Regions from separate parts of the Mus musculus genome. Here region 1 is linked to region 2. The links are chromatin contacts, called in public Hi-C maps. All regions are on one chromosome and are shown on one strand. Each heading gives the region's core, a stretch centred on a gene start, on an enhancer-like site or on the middle of the called end of the contact. The rest is flanking DNA. Distances are from core to core; before and after follow the strand shown.

What was found. Hi-C and Micro-C count contacts between places; a contact is called where the count stands out from the background.
Region 1: a contact with region 2 is called in a Hi-C map of the N1E-115 cell line, with 5 times the contacts expected there. The contact joins the enhancer-like site here to the promoter of 4930461G14Rik in region 2. A contact is called at or near these places in 3 of 484 Hi-C or Micro-C datasets (the N1E-115 cell line, cerebellar granule neurons and forebrain) and 7 of 115 datasets of contacts at active chromatin or transcription factors (embryonic fibroblasts and embryonic stem cells).

What each region holds. Positions count from the first base shown.
Region 1 is chr9:58,406,400-58,411,205 of GRCm38.p6, reverse strand. No RefSeq gene overlaps it. Among named protein-coding and RNA genes, the nearest start is that of 1700072B07Rik, 38 kb to the right of the region's middle. Within about 2 kb of position 1,740, at least 25 of the 459 cell types and tissues checked have an H3K27ac peak or open chromatin away from gene starts, as enhancers often do. A contact at or near this core is called in the N1E-115 cell line and cerebellar granule neurons, where this site is marked.
Region 2 is chr9:58,451,585-58,456,794 of GRCm38.p6, reverse strand. It overlaps 4930461G14Rik (RIKEN cDNA 4930461G14 gene), which reads right to left and starts at 1,622. Exons shown (of 3, transcript NR_040736.1): 1 at 1,439-1,622.

The sequences.
Region 1 (4,806 bases), core at 491-2,990, 46 kb after region 2:
GTGAACCTACATGCGGACCCAGGGGCTGGCCCACACTCAGCCAGCTGGTTTCTCTTGATCTGTCGCTGGTCAGAGCGGATGTTAGAATGTGCATTCAGAGACCAAGGTCAAGGTTTGATCAGTAGGATTCTTCAGGGTATGAAAATCATCCTGAGCAGGATAGAAATTAGCTCAGCATGGTGACCGACCAGCTTGTGACAAGGTTGACTTCAGCCTTGGGTCATAGCTTAACTTAGTCTGGAACAAGGTTCATCTAGGCACCAGTGCAGAGCCCAGCCTGGGGCTGGAGTCTGGGTGGTTTGATAGCAAAGGGGGCGTGAAGCAAACGCTGGCTGTGCTTGTTTGATTTCTTACAGGTTTATGCTCTGCTCAAATAACAAAGCGAAGTTTGGGGCTATGCTGATATATGTGTGATTTCTTCCTTTGAGTCACCTTTACCCTTCATTCGATTTCTGGGACCTTGTCCTTAGTCTCCCCCTCAGACCTGTGTGGAAGAGTTTGCACAGACTTCAGGGGAGCAATAAGCTGTGAGTATTCTCACAGAAGTTCAGAAAGAGCTGAAGCCAGGCGTGAGGCCAGCTGAGCAGGTGCCCAGCACATGGCAGACTGGTAGACTCCCAGATTCCTGCAGTGTGCTGGACACAAGTGCCAGGTCACCCTGAGACCCAGGGCCAGTCAGCAGTCAGGTGGACAGCCGGCTGGGCAGCAGCCAAGCCAGCACTGTTGAGTTGGGGTAGAGAGTGGGGGTGGAGACTTAGTCAGTTTGTTATTCATCGTGCCCCAGGGCAGGTGACAGCAATTTACCAGTTCTCAGTGATGGAGTAGCCAAGGAAGGGCAGGAAACCCCCTCACCCAGTCCCTCATGGGCATTCTCAGCTGTTAGAGGAAATGCAAGTTGACAGTAAGTGACAAGATTGAAAATGTAATTAAGGCAGATGGAACTAACTGGCAAGGATGAAAACCATTCCCTACGCTCTGATAGTTAAAGTGAGGTCACAGGACAGTCCTATCCTGGCTACACAACCAGCAGAGAGTACACCAGAATGAACTGTCTAATAGTGGCCAAGATCTGTGGGTGGACAGAGAGCAGCACTGAAAGAGATTTAGGTCAGATAAAAGGATGAACTCCCTAGAGATGAGAGGGGTTAAATGTTGGCACAGATATAATACCCTCTCATTTTCCCACATACACATGCATTCCCTCTGCAAGGTTATTGATAACTTGGCCATTCCAAAATCTGTGGAATAAGAAATGACTTCATCTTTAAATGAGAATATCGTCATGGTGGAAGTAGGTGGCACTCAGGCAGTAGTCAAAAGGAAGGGACTCTGGGATCCATGTGTCACAAGTCCCCAACGTCTTCCTGCTGACCAGAGCAGAGGTGCCATGCTCAAGGAGAGTGGATGTACACACGTAACCATGGAATCTCTCTAAGGGATATCTTCTTGGTCCCTCAGTTGTCCAGGAGCAGAGCAGATGTGAGCCAACAGAGGAAGCAGACAGGCTGGCTGGCCCTGGATCTTGTGTTAGAGGGAAACCCAGGGGCTGTGGCTGTGACTACAAACTGTCTGGAGCCCCACAGGAGGTGTGGTGACTGCAGTTTGGGGGTGACTCGTTTGAGAATCAGGAGTGGAGCACCAACATCTGGGCAGCCTTGCTTTGCCAACCACTGCTGAGAGCCATCCTAGCTTTGCTGAGATGGATGGCATTGGCCAGCTTTATTGGCCTCCATTCTCCATAGATCCCGTGCCAGTTCTCTGTGCTGGGCAATGGGGCAGGCTGAGTAAGTGGCTTCTTTGTGTCTGGTGAGCTCTCAGATTGGCAGGAAAGAAGAGGTTCCTATTTCAGTCCAAGGCAGTAGTCCAGTCCCCACTTACTGAGTATCTACTCTGTACAAGGAACAAGCAGGGTAACAGATCACTGTGGAGCCTAAGGATATAGTTTGTCCTTTTCTTGAGGGTAGAAACCTGCTAAGCAAGTAGACAAGAGCAAAGGCACCGTGTGGCCTTGTGCAGCAGAGCACAGGGAGGAGAAACTTAGCACAGCTGGGAGTGGTCGCTGCAAGCTACTTAGGAGAGATCTAGGACCTGAGTGTATGGGTGAGAAAGAATGGCTCAGAACTGAGAAGATGGGAGGATGGCTCAGTGGGTAAGGTTCTTGCTGTGCAAGCACAAGGACCTGCTTTTAGGGCCTCAACACTCAATAGCAAAATCCATATGTGGTAGTTCATGCCTGTAACCCCAGCTCTGGGAAGTAGAGACAGGCAGATCCTGGCAGCTCACTGGCCAGCCAATCTAGCCAAAATAGTGAATTCCAGGCTCAGTGAGAGATCCTGTCTCAAAGAATAAGATGGAGAATGTATGACACAGGAAGACATCCTAATGGCAACCTCTGGACTGCACATGTATCACACACACACACACACACACACACACACACACACACACACACACACACCAACATACATGTGCACACATACACATACCACCCACCCACATCTATAACACACACACACACACACACACACACACACACATACATGCATACATACACACACACACAATGGAATGCATCTTGGTGTGCTTAACACAGAATCCAATATTCAGAGGTGGGAAGAGTGTTGAGAAAGAGGCTTTCTGAATACCAGGACTTTACTGAGGCCAGGGAATAAAGACTAGATCCGTGATGGTTTCAGCAGACATGAGGTGGCTGTGAGTCAAATGTTCTCTTGAAAGAAGACCTTGGACCTAGACATAAAGTCCCTTGCCCAAGTGGATGGACCTGGCTCCAGGAGTTTAGGCCACATCTTTATACACAGGACTTTGTCCTCTGTTAGCTTTCACTCTTGGATGTGTGGAGCAGCAGACAAAACCCAGATTGGAATAAACTGGAAAGTCCCTACTGTGGGGATAGTAAGAGATTAGTCACTCTGCACCTTCATGTGGCTAAGAGGTGACAAGATGCACATGGTGGTTGAGGAGGCCTGTGAACTGGTCCCTCTATGCACTGGGCATTTGGTAGAGAGTTCTGAGGTCAACTCTTTATTCCCCGGTCACCAGAGATATTGTAATTGGGACAAGTTGGTACTGACATTTGTTGGGCATATCCTTGTAATGGACACTGAGCATAAAACAGGCCAGCATCACTCGGGAGATTAGAGAAGCTCTTTCATTTCAAGCACCCCATTCATTCATCCATCACGGGTCTAGCATTTACACCTGCAGCCAGAACGCAGTCTATAACAGTGAGATTTATTGGGGACATGAAGTCATAATTTATGTCACCCTTTGTCTCCTTGAGGATCAGTCTTTCTGAAGCATCTCTATATCTGACTCACTGTTCCTCATGTCCCTAGATGTGTGTGTGCCCGCTGGGAACCCTCTTTGGAGATACCTTCCCCATTGTCTTCACAGTGCCAGACTCTCGTTTAGGAGAAGCCCTTTCTTCTGACTTTGGAGAAAGGACCTGAGAGAATGAGCTATAGTACGAGAAGGCAGTAAGCCAGGTCAGACTTTTTGTCCCTGTCACAAATGCCTGACAGTAACTACTTAAGGGTAGAAGGGTCTGCTTTAGTGCATGGCTTGGGCAGCTTCTGCTCATCGTTCTTGGCACCATGAATGAGCCTGTAGTGACAGCATGGTGGTGGCAGGAGGTAATGGCAACAAAGGCTCACCTCATGATGCAAAGGAAGCAGAGAGGGATGGGGGGAGGGACCGTGGACAAGAGACACCTAAAGACCTACTTTCTCCAGCCAGGCTCTACCTCCTAAAATTCCCAGAACTTTCTTAAATAGCTGGGGTCACACTGCCAATCATGAGCCTCTTTATATCCAAACTGAAACTGTCCTGATTTGCTGTTGGATCCCAGTATCTGGGCATTGCAGGACAGCCAGATGGCTCTAAGAGGCCAGTGGCAAGTCCAGGTGACAACTGTGTGGCCTGAAGCTACTTTCTTCATTCAGGATTCCCCTCACTTCCTCCACAGAAGGAAGGGGTTCACTGATGAGTTCTGCCACCTCTTGCTACTCTAAATCTGGGGAGCCAGGTAGCAATGCATCAGACACTTCAAGGTGTACCCGAGTAAAGCGTGGGCAACCTGGAAATGCACAGGGAAGTCAAAGCCTGGTACCAAGTGAGCCATGAGAAAGCACCATTAATTGCTCATCACTCTGAAGGGATCTCACAGTATCTGTTGTCTTAGGAGGAGGCACTGACCTCCCACCATTTCTCCTGTTCACCTGGCTTCTTTCTCTCCTCCCCACCCTGCTTTTCTTCATTGGATATACTGATTGTATTGTACCACATAAGGGCATTTTTAGATATGTACGTCATATATGTTGAGCACATTACCCCATACCTTCTGACCTTCCTTTTTCTCTTCTGCCTTTTGTCCCTTTAAGATAGTCTCCCCAGACAACTTCACTCCTTCTTTTATGTAATACATACAAACATGATTTTACTCATCTGTGTAAAATCTAGGAACCACATATAAGAAAAAACACACATATATAACTGAGCCTGGCTTAGTTCACATAATACAGTCATTTCTAATTGCATTCAATTTCTGCAAATAGCCATGTGTTCTTCTTTCAAACTGAGGAAGGGCCTACTGTGTGCATGCACCGCACCACATTTTTTTCATCCTTTCCTCTGTTGTTGGACGCCTAGGTTGTTTCTATAACTTCACTACTGTTGAATGGGATGTGTGGTGTTCTCTGGGTCCCAGCATTGGTTTGGATTTGAGCCAAAGTCTCAGTATGAAACTTCAGCCCCCAAGTTGATAAAGATCCTGCTCACTGTGATTGA
Region 2 (5,210 bases), core at 373-2,872:
TTGATAGAGAAGGGCCAGAGATGAGGGTGGGTCTTCTGCTCAGACCTGGTTCTCATGCTGATGACCGGAGCCTGAGCTGGGAGGACCTGAAGGGGAAATTGTCAAACTATCCCTTCATTCCACTGGACTCCTTTCCAAAGGGGCAGCCGGAAGGGCAATCAGGAGGTGTGGAACTTAATACTGTAGCCCATACTCCAGATAGGAAATTTATTTTCTTAATCCTGGGTAAGCTAACACTATCCTCCACATCATAGTTTCCTGATCAGTAAAGTGAGGCTTGAAACCACATCTCAGGATTGTGGCATGAATTTTAAAAAGAGAGCCACACCGAGGATAATGTATGTAAAATTCCTAACATGATGCCTGGCAAGGGGCAGCTCCCAACCACTAGCTGTAATGATGGTTACTATTACTAATCCCGTTGGGCAGTGCTTCTCCACCTTTGAAAACTCTAGGTTCCTTTGTGAGAGGCACACAGGTCTCAAACCCCTGCCTTCTTCCACACAGGATTTAAAAAGAAATAAAGGCTGGAGGGGTGGGGAGACATTTCAAGAACTTACAAGAGAGCTTCCCAAATACAGGGATGGCTCCGGGTGGGCTGGGATGGGGAAGGTGTTCTGGGCTGCATTTCTGAGTGTGGTCCCGAGGCTCGGAGCAACCACTTGGGTAGGACTCCCCTCTTTCCCAGGCTACCCGCAGTGTGTGTTGGATCCCCGCCCAGCCTCGCAGCTCAGGCCGCAGTGACTTTGAGCCAAGAACAGAGGAAGCTCTTTCGAATACAAATACCTTTGGACCCTCAGATCCCAGCCGGCGCGCCATTCTCATGCTAATGAATGGGGCTCCAGTTCAGGTGGTTTTGAAGGGGAAATTGCCAACACAGTTACCCAGCCCAGCCTGCTGCGTTTCTCCTCTGCCAGGACTAAGACCTCGGGGATCATTTTTAGCACGGCCTCCAGTACCAGCACCAGCTCTACCCCAGTGACTCTATAGTTCTGCAAGTCTCATGACTGGCTGGGCTCCATTATTTGGGGTTTATGAACTGAACAGATCCTTCTAAATCAATGTAATAATTCACGTGACAGTGATAGCTGCCATTCACACACCTACTCTCCAGTCAGGGTGTTTGGGAGTGTGCTCAGAGCACTGGGTCCGTCATTGTTCCGTCTGCAGCAGTGAGGCCCAGAAAGTAAGGCAAAGTGCTCCAGACCTTGCCACTGTGGTGCCAGGCTCCAAAGTCAGATGTTGTATAGGGCTACACCTGTAGGACATAGGCCTTGATCATAGGTCACATCACCCTATGATCATCAGTTTGGGGTTTCTGGGCCTGTAAATATTCCCCCACTGAAGCCCCATTTCATTTTTCTGTTGTCTTATCATTGCCCTCTCCCCTTTTATCCAGACCTGGACAATACCTGTTTTAACTCAATGAACTACTCACCCTTCAAGGCCTAAGTCACTTGTACCAGCTCTGCTACATAAAGCTGTCCAAGCAAGCTCTCTTCATTCTGTCTCCACTGTTCAGATCTTTAGGATAGTCCTCAGGTGTGGTCCTGTCCCCTTCTGGGCTGGGAAGTACTTGAGGGAGAGTACCTGCCTAGTTCATCTCCACAATGCCAATGCCTGGCACTGAAGAGGTCAACTCAGGAACTTTGGAAAATTCCATCTCCTCTCCTGGAAGAGAAAGGTCATAGAGGACTTAGGCACCACCCCCTCCGGAAGGGAGGGGCTAATTACATTCCTCAGACAAGGTGGGGGGAGGGAGGAACCAACCATCAGCCACTTGCGGGTATGGGAAGTCCTGAGCACATAGACACATTCTGTGACCATTGGCCACCTATAGACAAGGGAAGTCCTTGCCACCTCATTCCCTAAAGACCAATCAGTTTAAAAGTCGCACTGTTCTGCCAATCACAATGTGCGCAATGGCTGCGGCTCTGAAAACTGTATAAAAACTTACCGAATGGGCTGTGCAGAGTCCTTGTTCTCTCTTCTTCTTGTGCAGGGTGACCCCAGCATGCTGGAACAATAAAATTCCTCTTGTTTTTGCAACGATTCCCGGCTCAGCGTTGTTCACTGTGTGTGTGTTGGGGGCAAAGGTGTGTGTGGGGGGGAAATCTCTCACCAGAGTCTTACATTATTGGGCCTGGTAATCAGCTTCGAGAATGTTTCCAGGATGAGCCATTGACTAAAAGGGATGGTTCCAGTGGAGAAGGCTCTGGGCACTGAAGGGGGCACTGAAGCAAAAGTGTCATGAGCTCTTGGCATCATGAAGCTCCACACCTTGGCTTCACTCTCCCATCTGTGCTGGCAGTGTCTCCTCCAGAGCGTCCTAAGACAGGTCACTTTGTACCTCAGGGCCTTGACTAAGGCCAAGGAAAACTTGACTCAAAAGTGACTTCAGCCTAGATAGGCAGGGTACCAGCATTGCATTTGACACCCGTCTCCTACCAAGGTATGGGGAATGTGGCTGGTGGGTCACTGCCTCCTGCCTTTGGGGGGCTGCGTGGTTTTGGAGAGAGCATGTATACTTCTATTCAAGAGCAGCCAGACCTCTAGGTAATCAGGCTCTAAGCCACATCCCAGCTCAGATCAAAGGCAGCCAGACTATCGTCAGTTCACATGAGTCACACATTAGCCAAGCATCATGGGAGAGTGATCTTCCCCGTGAAGCCTCAGTCACAAATGCCCTGCTCCCCCACCTCTGCTACGAAGCCCAGACATATTAACTAAGCCTGCTTCCTTGAGATGCAAGACCTTCCACCCCCAGACACCTTCAAAAGGAGACATGTTCCTTGGCTGATGAGATGGAAACTCTCTCAGACTCTGTCCCCCAGTGGCATCTGCAGCACTGATAAGGCTCTACCCTACAGGACAGTGTGACTCAGCCTCTCCTCCTCCCTCTCTTCTCTTTCTGCCTAAAATCTAATACTCCTCAGATGACTTCTGAATGGACTTCCCCCTCCACCTTGGCAATGGCTAGGTTGCACACTCTCTCAACTCCTTCTTGAATTTTCCACCCCATCCTGGACTTAGTAGAGACTAGAGAAGAGCCTTGTAGAGACAGTGAGCTAAGCAAGCTCCAGGCTGGGGTACTCCTCTTTTGTTCAGCTCTGACCTGACTCCTGTCCTATAAAAGCCCACCCTGGCTCTGGAGCGGTTATGTGTAGGGTTCTGGGAGGTGGGGGGAGAGGGATACTTATTCAGGAAGTCATGTCCTGGAATTTATCTCCATAGCCTAAGAGGAGGAAGCACTACCCGGCTGGTGGTGCTGGGGTAGGCTGAGGGAAGGAAGTCATTGGGGTTTGATGGGAAGCTCATTTTGCCGTAATTGTATTGTGCACATTAAACCAGAAATTGTGAGAGTGAAGGCAGAGCAGGAAAGGTGCTGAAGGAGTTTCCAGGGGAGGAGCAGGGGCTGAGGAGGCATCCCAGACTCATATGGGACAAGGGGTGGGGCTTTAAGGTCCTCTGGGCCAGGCAGGGACAGCACCACCCTACTCTTTTATATTTACATTTTTATTTTCACACATATATGTATATGTGGCATGCATGCCTGTTTGGTGTGTGTGTGCGCGCATTTATGTGTTCAGGTAAAGGTGTGTTGAAGCTAGGGGTTGACATTGGGGGTTTTGACCATTCGCCATCTACCTCATACATTGAGGCAAGGTCTCTCATTTGTACCCAGAGCTTGCGGATTTGATTAGTTTAGCTTCCCATCTTGCTTTGGGGAGCCTCCATCTGCTTCCCAACACCCCTTAGAGGACTGGGCTTAAATAGGTGTGCTAACTTCCTACCCAGCATTTAGATGGATGTGGGGATTAGAACTCAAGTTCACACAAGTGCTTTACCCACTAAGCCAGCCCCTCCCCAACCAGCTCTTGCCAGTTGAGCCTAAAGAAGGTGGTAGGCAGAATGCAAGAACCAGGTTTCTGCTAAACTGACTGTTCACTAAGTGGCAGGCCCTCTGGATCGTCTTCTCACTTACATGATGTTCTTCATTGGAACCCTTGAAACAAACAATTGAGGCAGACACGATGCTACCTCAATTCCCCACGAGAAACCTGTAAGAAATGGACATTCTTTTCCCAAAGACACACAGCGATTTAACAATTTAGCACAGTCCAGGGAGGTGAACCTGACTTCTGCAGTGAATATAGATAGGAAAACTGAGGCCAGGTCACTGGGGAAGATGGAGAAACCGTTTGCATGGATCTGATATCTTGATGTAAGCCCTACCCATGCAGCAAGCCAGGAGTAAATACTTTGGTTGATTCATCTGCCCCATCCACTTCCCCAGCATCTATTTATTTTCCTGGCTGAATACACAGAATATAGCCTGGCTCATGGTGAAGCCCAGAGTCTTACTTGCCAGAGGAAGAAGACAGCTGTCAACGGACCAAAAGAATAAGAATGCTTCCTGGAGAAGTATGTTGGGACCCTTGGCTGGGCTTCTTGCCCTCTCTAGAACCAAGATGTCACTTCTGCACACCAAGAGCTACCCCTACCTTGGGGCAACAGTGGAAGCCATGGCTGGAGAAAGCAAACAATTCCTGAAGGTGACAGATTCTCCTGGGAAGGGACTTAGCCCCATAGTCAGTAGAACAGGCCACCTTACTCCCCACCTATGCCCTGCACTCCCAGGAAAGAACCCTTGGGGCCAGCTCTGCCTTTCTTCTGACCCAATGGGGTGTCTGGTGGGTGGAGCTGCAGATTGGCAGGTAGATACAGCTTTCTCTGCCTGTTCCTGTGCTGTGCCAAAAGCCTCACCAGAACCCTCAACCTGGCTATGCCCTCTTGATTCCCAGGGCCTGTGTTCTCAGCACTGGCTTGGCTGCTAGAGGAGGCACCTATGGATTCTGGGCCTCCATCCAAACTCTGAATGGGCCCTGCTTAGCATCTCACGATGATCTAAACTTTCCACATCTTTCCTGGAGAAGTCATGGTCTAAGCTTATCTCAGAAAGCCAACACAACTCTTTGGTTAACAAGTGGTGGTATTGCCATGACTTGATTTTGAATGTAGACTTCATTAGGCTTCACACTATGAGCGGAGTTGGGGCTCATTCTGTGACCAGTGTCAGGGCTTAGGGTGTGGTCAAGATCAGGGCTCAGTTTATGATCATGATCAGGCTCAGTGTGTGGCCAGGGTCAGGGCTAGATATGATCAAGATCAAGTTCAGGTGTGACTATGTTTCCTCCATGTGTGGCTAG